2 separate regions of the Arachis hypogaea genome follow, and region 2 is linked to region 1. The links are chromatin contacts, called in public Hi-C maps. All regions are on one chromosome and are shown on one strand. Each heading gives the region's core, a stretch centred on a gene start, on an enhancer-like site or on the middle of the called end of the contact. The rest is flanking DNA. Distances are from core to core; before and after follow the strand shown.

Region 1 (5,455 bases), core at 488-2,987:
TACACAAAATGTTAAAAGAAATATCTGACAAGAATAGGAAGAATATCAAATGAATTATCATAAATCCAACTGAAAAATAAACATAGTACTCGGATAAATAAATTTGATAACATTATTAATAACAAAGTTGGTAGTGGACTAGTGCTAGAAAGGCTTCACCAAATGAAGGTGCATACAGGCTTTAAGAGACAACAGACTTGGGTTTGTACAGTAGCATTTTGGATGAGTTGCTTTAAAGACCATTTGGTAAAACTAAGCTTTGAATAGGTACAACACAGGCTTCACCAAATGCTCATAACACACACAAAGACAGTTTCTCAAGATACATAAATAAGTGCTCATCCTCTGAAAATAATCATCTGAATCGGTACAAGGTAGGAAAAAATGACCATAAGTCTCTTTACCCAAGTCAAAATAAACAACCATATCTGAACTCAACAATCAGCATTCAGCATCAAACATTACAAAACATTAACCAATAATAATACTAAACCTGCAACTAGCAATTACAAAACAGCAACAAACATTAGTACATTATAAAACATTCCAAAACAGTGACGACACTAAACCTGCATAGTAAATAATCTCAAAGACAATGATCACCAATATCCAGCAAATAAACAATAAATACACAACAACAATTTAGCAAATAAACAAGAATAAGACCTAAATAGAAAATCCAACAAATTAAGTCGCAGCAACCTAACAATTTGGCAAATTAAAACAACAACAGCGCAACAATTTAGCAAATTATGAACTTAACAAGTTCAAGAACAGAAAATCACAACAAAAACAAAAAACATTAAAAGTAACAGAAGAACAACAGAACAACAACACAAGAACAATTAGCAAATTAACAAGTTCACAACAACAGTTAAAATTTACCATAAGAACACTAATGCAAGTGGAATAATCATGCTAATATGTTTTCTGCAAAGATGCTATTTGTGCAGCTAAAATTTCCTAATTACTATGATCCAATTATTCTAATTTCACATGCAATCAACTTACTAAGTTTCTAAAAGCTAGAAATTATAAAACCAACCAGAAATATGGTTAAAGCATTTCATCAAACATGGTGAGTGCGGTAAAATTAAAACGAAATAAGAGAATTCAAAGCTTAATCTCAATGTGATAGAGAAGAGAACATAACTATTGTAAGTTTGTAACTTTAATTCAGTCTATGAAAAAATCCAAACCACTACCAAATCAAATAATTACTTATTGTAATAGAAATCAGAAGTTGCAGAGTTTGAAGCAGAGTATTGGTGTTGTGTGAGTGTATTGTCTGGTGGCGGGTTTAGGGAACTCACGGCGGTGACAAAAGAGAGCAGTTCGACGGCTGGGTGGAGCGCGCGGGTTGGTCGCAGAGTTTGAAGCAGAGCAACGTGGCTTCCAGACGAACGCGAACTCGAACGGTGAACAGCGAGTGAACGCGAACGGTGAACGCCGAGCGAACGTGAACGGCAAAGAAACGGCGACGGAAGCGCGGCTGAGCAGACAAAGACGACGGACGCCGAGCTCGAGGAAGCAGCCGCGATCGGTGACAGCGAACAGGGGTTGAAGACTTGGAGCACGAGGGATGCTAGATAACGGATGGCGAAATTTGAGTGCGACGGAGGGCGGCAGTATGCCACTCCTTGCGGCGGTTGTGTAGGCTTACAGTGCTAGGGTTTTGTGGTTGGGTTTGTGTGATTTCTCTGAAAGAAAGAAAGAAAGGGAGAAAGAAACGAAGGAGCTTCCCTTTTTTGTGTAAACCGGCCGGGTTTCGGTTCGGTCCGACCGGCCGGTTCTCATCTAGTTCAATGGTTTTTCACCGATTTTTTATTACCGGTTTTATATGCTTGATCGGACTGTAATGTTGCCGGTTCGTGGTTGAATTGATCCGCTCGGATCCGATTTTCAAAACATTGAAAGAAAAAACCAAAATATTTGAAATTACTAAAATGCTCTTATTAATTAAAAAAATAAAAAACTCTAAACCCACACACTCATTCCCATTTCCCCTTTCTTTCTACTCGCTCTGCCTTTCCTTCTCTGCACGCACTCTCTCTCTCTCTCTTGGTTGCTCACTTTTTCTCACCCGCTCTGTCGTCACTCTCGTTCGGTCTGCCGTCACCGCCAAATTCTACTATCACTCTTGCTTGTTCTGCCGTCACTGTCGAGCTCTTTCGTCACCGTCTGCGAGGTAGAATTGAGAGGGAAGAGAAGGGAAAAAAGCTGTGCAATAAGTGAGATGGCTCTGGCGGCTTAGCTGAGAGAAATAGCGAACTGCGTTTTTTGCTGAATTGGTTTTCCAAATGGTCGTCGCCATTTTCACGCTTCGAATTTCTCTCTGGAATAGCAATCCCTTCTTGTAGTGTTCATCAATGACTAGGTGGACTTATAAAGCCCTAATTAATCCCCTTCATTCTCTCCTGTTTCTTTTTAACGTCCTTCCGTTGTTGTTGAATCTGATTTATGATATTATTTTGTTGTTGTTAAATCTGATTTATAAATTATTGTTGTTGTTGAATATGATTGATGAGATTATTGTTATTATTGTCGGCATTATTATTGCTGGTGGTGGAGGTATGGTGGTAGAGTGAAAGGTGGGGTGGGGTTGCGCGGTGGAGTGAGAGGTGAGGTGAAAGATAAATTTGGAATATAAAATTTTGAATGAAGGCATTTGAGAACGTCTTCAAAAATTTCTGTTACCTATGTCTCTATTTTTTAGATGTATTAAAATATTGAAAATTTAGTGATGAAGATTGAAATTTTAGTAGTTTCTGGGCCAACAAATATGATACTGAGTTCCAATCTCCTAATTTCCGTCTCAATACCTCAAAACAAATGCTAACTAATTGAATAACTTAAAAAAATTAAAAAGCTTACCTGATGATGTGAAGGCAGAATGCGGGCAGAGAAGAAGGAGACCAAGCATGGTGAAACAGAGACTGACGAGGGGGAGGCAACAACGCTGGATGAGGACGCAACAACGAGAGACACACATGAGAAACGAGACACAGTTAAGGCACAGGAGTTGGTGGACGTACTGAAAGGGCAGGGACAACGCGACGCAGACGGAGGCGATAGACGCAGACAAAGGTGTAAACCATGCAAATGATAGTCTGTGAACATTCATTTTTTACATGATAATCTATGAAACATTCATTTTTTGGAATACTAACACCTAAACTTGATTGTTTGATGCTAATAGGACCCTAATGGCTGCAAACAGGCATGATCATCAGCGAATAAGTCCAAATACCAAGCCAACATTAGATCCAGCTACTCTGTTAGAAACCATGAACGCTATGGCTATGAATATACGTGGCTCAGTAGCTGCAACAAACCGGGATATAGAGCATCCTGAATAGCAGAATGGGAATGGTAATGGCATTAGCAATAGTAAAGGTAATAGACATGGCACCAGATCATCTGAGAAAGATAGACCTCGAAAGATAGACCTATGACCTTGGCTACTTTTTTGAAAGTCAATCCACGCCGATTCACTCAAACTACTAGTGCTACTAAGGCTGACGATTGGTTCTGAGACATCGAGAGGTCTCTTCGGGCACAACAAGTTTCCAAAGGATAATATGTGGAGTTGCAACATACTTGTTGAAAGGAGACACATAGTACTTGTAGCATGGAGCATAGCAATTACTGAGACAAGGAGATGTTGAGGTTACCTGGGCCAATTTTAGGACAACATTCTATAAGAAGTATTTTCCTCAATCGGCCCATAATGCAAACGAGCTTGAGCTACTACAACTAAGACAAGGGGACTATGTTGGTTGCTGACTACACTCGCAAGTCTAAGAATCTATATCGCTTCTCTAAGGTCCGTCAGGGAGTCCCCGCCGAACTTAAGGAATGGAAGTGTATTAAGTTTGAAGGGGGACTCAGAGAGGAACTTCTGGCTTTTGTTGGTCCAATTGAGATGAAGAACTTTGCTGAACTAGTCAATAAAAGTCAGCTGGCAGATGAATCTTCGAAGAAGTTAATGGTGACACAAGCAAGTCGTCGAGAGGCTACACAACCAAGCTTCAATCGGAGTTTATCCCCTCAAGGTAGAGATTTCAAAACTAACAGTCAGCAACAACATTGGAACCAACAAGGCGATTACCTTTCTACTCATTTTAATGGCAACAACAACAATCATGACTTGGGGCATGAACAAGGAGAACAACCTCAGCAATATCAGAATGGCCTCATATGCCCGAAGTGTAGGAAGATCATGATGATAGGTCCTTTCAGTTTAGCCCAAATATCTATTACTACTGCAGCAAGGAAGGACACTTGGCAAAAGACTGCCACAAGAGGATTGTAGATAGGACCTCTAGGCCCAACAATAGGGAAATATTTTACCGCAACTACTGCCAATGTCTCTAAGATCGGATCTCAAGGTAAGTGTATAATAACTAAGAACCTTAACTATACTGTATGACCTAGATATCTCTCTAACTCCTTAGATATAGTTAAAATTTTGATGGCAAAATTTTCTTTAAGAATGGTAGAATGTAAAGACCTGACTTTCAATAAATTAAAATTTTCGGCTATTTTGTGAGATTTCACAAAACTAGAACCACAGCTCTTCATGATTTAATGAGGCAGGTCCAAGTAAAAAAACAAAAATAAATAAAAATATGGTCATAAATGAGTCAAATTTGTTTTTGCTAGGGTAATAAATTTCTCTGGTCAAATTTGACTTAGCAGAGACTTATTCACATTCATTTTTGGTCCGCTTTTCCTGATAGTTTTTTAGCCGGGATTCGCTCTTTTAGTGACGGTTTTGCGAGTGCTGAAAAAAGTCAGCACCCTGAAGACCGTGAAATTAGTAATAAATGTAATTACCACCTTGGTAATTATATTCTAGGACTAAACTTAGCCACTCCTCCTTGATTTATTCTTTCAAGAATAAATCTCAGTTGTTCATTATTTTACCATGCGATAAAATTCAATTCGAAGCGAACCTCAGCCTAGTATTCTGTAAGCACCTTGTTGAGTTAAGAAATTAACTAACTTAATTGATAGTGACAAACATTATTTTATTGAGTGATTAATTAGTTTTAAATGTGTTTGGTTAAGTGTTGTAGGTCATAAATCAAAGAATCAGCAACCCAATTGGAAAGAAACATAAACAAGTTTATTGGTGAATATCTAACCAACAAAGCCCAGGTCACTAAGCAAAGAAACCAAATGGGCTGAGATGTAAAAGAAGGAAATCCAAGCCCAAGTTGATCCTACCAAGCTTCTCATACAAGATTGATGTCTTCACTCTCTCTTATTGCCCCGGTCAGCAACAAAACACAAGAAAGAGAGCTTCATCCTTCCTACTCATTTTATCAAAGAAGAAAAAAAGAGAAAGCCTAGTCTCAAAGGCCTTAAATTTGATGAAGTGAGCCCATATTCATAAGCAAGCCCGTTAGGTGATCCAAGTCCATTCCTTATCTAACTTAGTGGCTAACCA
Region 2 (4,774 bases), core at 466-2,965, 330 kb after region 1:
TTATCCAATAAAGAAACATCAAAATTTATTGAAAACAACCTCTAGAAGGACAACTCCTCAGGCACATAGCCACATACAGTTTGTTTTTCCTCCTCTAAGTAATCGAGACACCATCTGACCATGAGCATCATAACATAATCTTTAAAAATATATATAAAAAAAAGGTAGTACCTAACACCAAGTATGAGAGCTGCTTCCCTCCTAGTCATGGCAGCGTGGAAACCACCTTCATAAAATTTACGCATCCTAGGTGGTCTCGCCTTGAACGCTTGCCAAGCCTGAATACTATATCTGCCAGCATAGGCAGCAGCAGCTACAGCAAGCCCTGCAAAAAAAGGTGTGGCCTGTTCCAAGTTTAAGTTTCAGTTCCAGAGCAAAGAAACAAATGTTGTAAATAAACCACAGAACAATTAACAACCACCGGTGCCGCCACTACCACTCCCAACCCCACTAGATTGGATGCATGAATCATTCAGAGCAACTTTGTCCTTCCAAAAACAATTTGGGGAAAAACAAAATAAAAATTCCCACAATCTCCACTCCGGAACTAACTTTCTATGCTAGAAAACCCTAAACTTCAAATTACAAATAAATTTCAGCTTGTGATTCTCAAAACATGAATTTGAAACCCTATGCTTCCAAACCAACAACACGATATCATCCATACTCCCACATGTTAACTGAATTGGAGCTTGAAATATCTAAAGTTTCAAGAATGCAATCTTGCAAAGTCATCTCATCACTATCTAACACCAAAAATAAGAAACAGTGCTTCCTCATGGAAACCTAGTTTTATTTAGAACAAGCTCGAAGATTAGGTTACAAAAATAATAAATTTGACAAATAACGAATGAGGGCATACCATAATAGTGGTTGTACCCTTCAATCAAGATGTCTAAAAAGCGTGAACTCCGTGCCAAAATTAAGTCTTCAGGAAGCCTGCGGAGAATAAAATGAAAATAAGATCTTTGTGGAACTTTTAAGTTTTAATATATTTCTAATAGCCTTCTCAGCATGATTAATTACTCACAATACAACAACAAGAACAACAACACAGCAGTTATATCTTATATCTACTCACCCAATTCAATAATTTCCTTCCATCTAACCTAAATTTTTCCCCCTATAAAAAATAAATAAAAAAATATATTTCAAAACACAGCAAGCAGATTTTCACAACACCGTACCTTCGGTTTGAAACAACTTGATTCAGCGGCATCAACTTCTCTACAATACCCCGAATTCCCTTTGCGGTCCACCTATGAACTTCCAAGGATAATAACTATTTCAACATATAGCAGGGGAAATTTTCAGAAAATCAAAATAGTAAGAGGCATTACTGTGGTGGAGACGCGGCGGCGTGGAGCTGAAATCGAGTGGCCGACGGTGGCTGATTGGAGGCTGTGATTTTCTGGGGGGTTTTTTGTGCAGATTGTGATCGAACAAGGCAGAGTTAGGGTTTTTATTGTAAATATTTTTCTTTCATGGGTTTACGATCTCTCTCTTCTTTTTTATATCTAATTTTCTATAAATCCATTCGTTTCTCTAGTTGCGTACTTGCGCAGCTTAATACGAAAATAGTAAGACACTTGATTTTTCTAGAATGTTCTTTCTTCTCATTACGAATGTTTTCTTTCGATTTTTTATATAAATTAAAAAAATTATTATTTTCAAAAAAAAAATATAAGAACATTATTTATAAATACGATTTTTATTGGAGATTGCATGTAGTTAGTCCAATAAATAACTAATTATACTCGTTTGTCCAGTATTTAAGCAAATTGTAACCGATGCGTATTCTATACCTTGGCCACTTAAGCAATCTGAACATTCAATCCAATTTTTGTCTTTTTTTTTCGATGGACATCACAGCCCTTATCCAAAAAAAAGGGATATATCGGTCCATATCCCATACTTTTGTGAGACTTTTTGGTTCTTCCATTATCTTCTCTGACCAAAATAGACGGAAGTTGCCTACGTGTCAGTTAACGTTGCTGAGTTGGAGGTTAACAGTCTGTTAAGTTCTACGTGGCCATTAGAAAATGGACAGGGGTCGATTTGTCCTTCTTTAGAGACCTAAAACTACGTCGTTTTAGTGGTTCTCGCCACGTGCTATTAGGAAATGGTAAGGGGTCGTTCTGTCCCGCTGTAGAAACCAAAAACGACCTCGTTTTTAGTCTTCACTGAAACACAATGGTTTTAAAGTGATTCGACGCTACTAATCTCTCACTCTTCTCCCAACCCAAATACAAGCCCTAGGAGACTATGATTGGTAATGGAGAGCGTTGTTCATCATCAAACCCACGAAGCAGAGACGATTCAAGCTGGAGCCTAAATTCTGGTGGGAGTGTTGGAGCTCCGAGGAAGAAGCAATGGGTTGTCCCAATTTGTTATTGTGGTTCTCATGCAATATTGTTCATGTCAGGGACAGTGAAGAATTCATATAGATTATTCTTTTACTGCCTAAAATTTAAGGTAGTTTTTGAGGGTTTAGCTAATTTTTTGTTTTCAATTTCTATTCCACAGATGATAACAAATGTTATACTTTTTGGTAGACTGAAAAATGGCATTGCAACTTCTTTGCATGGCTAGATGATTATGTATCTTCATGTGGTGAGGATGCTAACAAGGCTGTCTCATTTGGGGAATCAAAGTAGAAGCAGAATCAATTGGAAAGTCATAGTTATGTGGTGGATAACAAAGTTAATGAGTTCGAGGAAAGATTAATTAGTTTGGAGGATCAGTTAGATTACTGCAGACTGAAAATGGGTGAAAGTAGATGTATTAGGTATGTGTTTAATTTGTTAGCATTTCTGGGTGGGGTTGTAATTGCAAGCTTGTTTAGAACAAGTGTGTAAGAATTTGATAGCTGAATTTTGTTATTTCACTGAGTTGAGTTGTGAACAACATTTTTTATGATAAATGAAGCATGAATTATTGTGGTGAATTTGTAAAATTTGAACCATGGCCTGTGATGAATATGTTAAATTTCATCCCTATATTGATAGATAATGGCATATATGTCATGACATAAAATTAACAAATATACATGCTAGCTAAGTAGCACTAAATATCTACAGTCAAAGAAACATCCATGTTAATATATTGATAATAAAAGAACATTACAGTTGTTGAAACAACTTAACACATAATATGCCATTCAAAATATGGGCAGCAACATGGCCCTGGGTCAGATAACCAAAATATAGAGATCTCAACCAAAAGCCCTATGTCTAAAACCAGTAGTAGTAAGTATCAAAACATAGAAGTTTTTTTGAAGCAAAACATGTGTCCTAAAGGCTTGTAGCCAAGATACAAAACAGCAATGAAAGGTACTCCAAGTTCACATCTTCTTAGGTGGCCTAAGTTCTGGACGCTTGAGCTTGGGAGTGGGCACAAATTTGAAAATCCTTGAAGCAGTTCCCAAGCTTGCAGCAGCCATTGTTTCTGCTGATATTGCACCACCTCCACTTGTTGGATTTGTCGGATGAGCTATTGGGCCATGAGTAGGATTTGCCGAAGCATGGGACGTAAGTGCTGGACCTTGTCCTAGTTGAGATTTGAACCAAAGTGTCGACCTTGGTGCTGGTGGGGTGTGGGCATGAAACTTGACATGCTGGGTGTTGGGTTAGATTGATCTATTGTAGGTGGTTGACTGAATTGCACAAACTGAGTTGGTGGAGATGGGGGCCTGATAATAGGGTTATTTAACCTTAGGATTGGATTGGATTGAGTTGTGAAGGCTACATCAAATGACCCTTGTTGAATGTTGCTTGGATTTGTTGCATGTTGGACCTACAAAGAATCTGTGTTACAGTCCTAGATAATTTATGAAAGCTAAGGTAATTAGCTTTAAAGTATTAATATAAAAACTTTACCTCCTCTGATTGTGGGGCATTTTGTGACAAAAAAATCTCTTAAGGTGTACCTTCTGGACCTACACCACTTGTTTTTTTCTCTCCTCTTGGTAGTTTCTTCTTATTTTTCTTAGCTTTTTCCTAACAATGATAACAACAACACCAACAAGAGTTAAATACATATAACAAAGGCTATTCATCTAGGACAAAACTAACCAAACAATCTTATGGTTCACACTAACTCCAGCCATGTTAGTGGCCTCATTGCAGTTTCCATGTCATCCTTCCTGCTATCATATACAATAAATGAACATTACCATACATTTTTTTAGCCAACTAAACCCCCGAAAAAAAAGAGATTTTAACACTAACTATGACCATACCAATTAACTGCCAAACGTTGCAGGTGCAGGTCCTTTGTGCAAGGTTAACCCCAACCTTGTGTCCTTACCTATGAACCTCAAAGAGGACTCTATCACTATCACTTGCCCAAATAGCTCTCCACTTACTTGCTTTAGGCTTGATGAATTCTCCCAACCTCTTGTGCTGAACTGGGGCTAGTTTTTCAGTATGATTTTCTAATTTCTTCTTGTGTAGGGCCATCTTCCTCATGACATAACACCTCAGATCGTCTATCATTGTTAGTATGGGTCTTCTTCTATACTCAACTATTTTCGCGTTCCACACCTCGCACATATTGTTTATGATGTTGTCTACTTTCGGTCCATGGCTAAAATAAGCTTTTGCCCACACAGCTGGATCAAACCTTTGTAGGTAATCCCATGCTCCCTTATTGATGTTTTTCATTTTCTCCATTGAGGCTTTAAATTCCTGGATAGTTGTTTGCCTAGCATATTCCCATACAAGCTGCTTTGTCTGGTGATTCTTGAAGTGTTTGATGAAGTTCTTCCAAATGT

The links. Hi-C and Micro-C count contacts between places; a contact is called where the count stands out from the background.
Region 2: a Hi-C map of leaf shows a contact between it and region 1, with 2.6 times the contacts expected there. The contact joins the promoter of LOC112747858 here to the promoter of LOC112747835 in region 1. A contact is called at or near these places in 2 of 8 Hi-C or Micro-C datasets (both in leaf).

What each region holds. Positions count from the first base shown.
Region 1 is chr2:72,144,143-72,149,597 of arahy.Tifrunner.gnm2.J5K5, forward strand. LOC112747835 (protein WHAT'S THIS FACTOR 1, chloroplastic) reads right to left here and starts at 1,738. Exons shown (of 3, transcript XM_072218825.1): 1 at 1,314-1,738.
Region 2 is chr2:72,472,669-72,477,442 of arahy.Tifrunner.gnm2.J5K5, forward strand. LOC112747858 (mitochondrial import inner membrane translocase subunit TIM14-3) reads right to left here and starts at 1,716. Exons shown (of 5, transcript XM_025796067.2): 1 at 1,341-1,716; 2 at 1,188-1,266; 3 at 863-939; 4 at 172-344. The coding sequence starts at 865.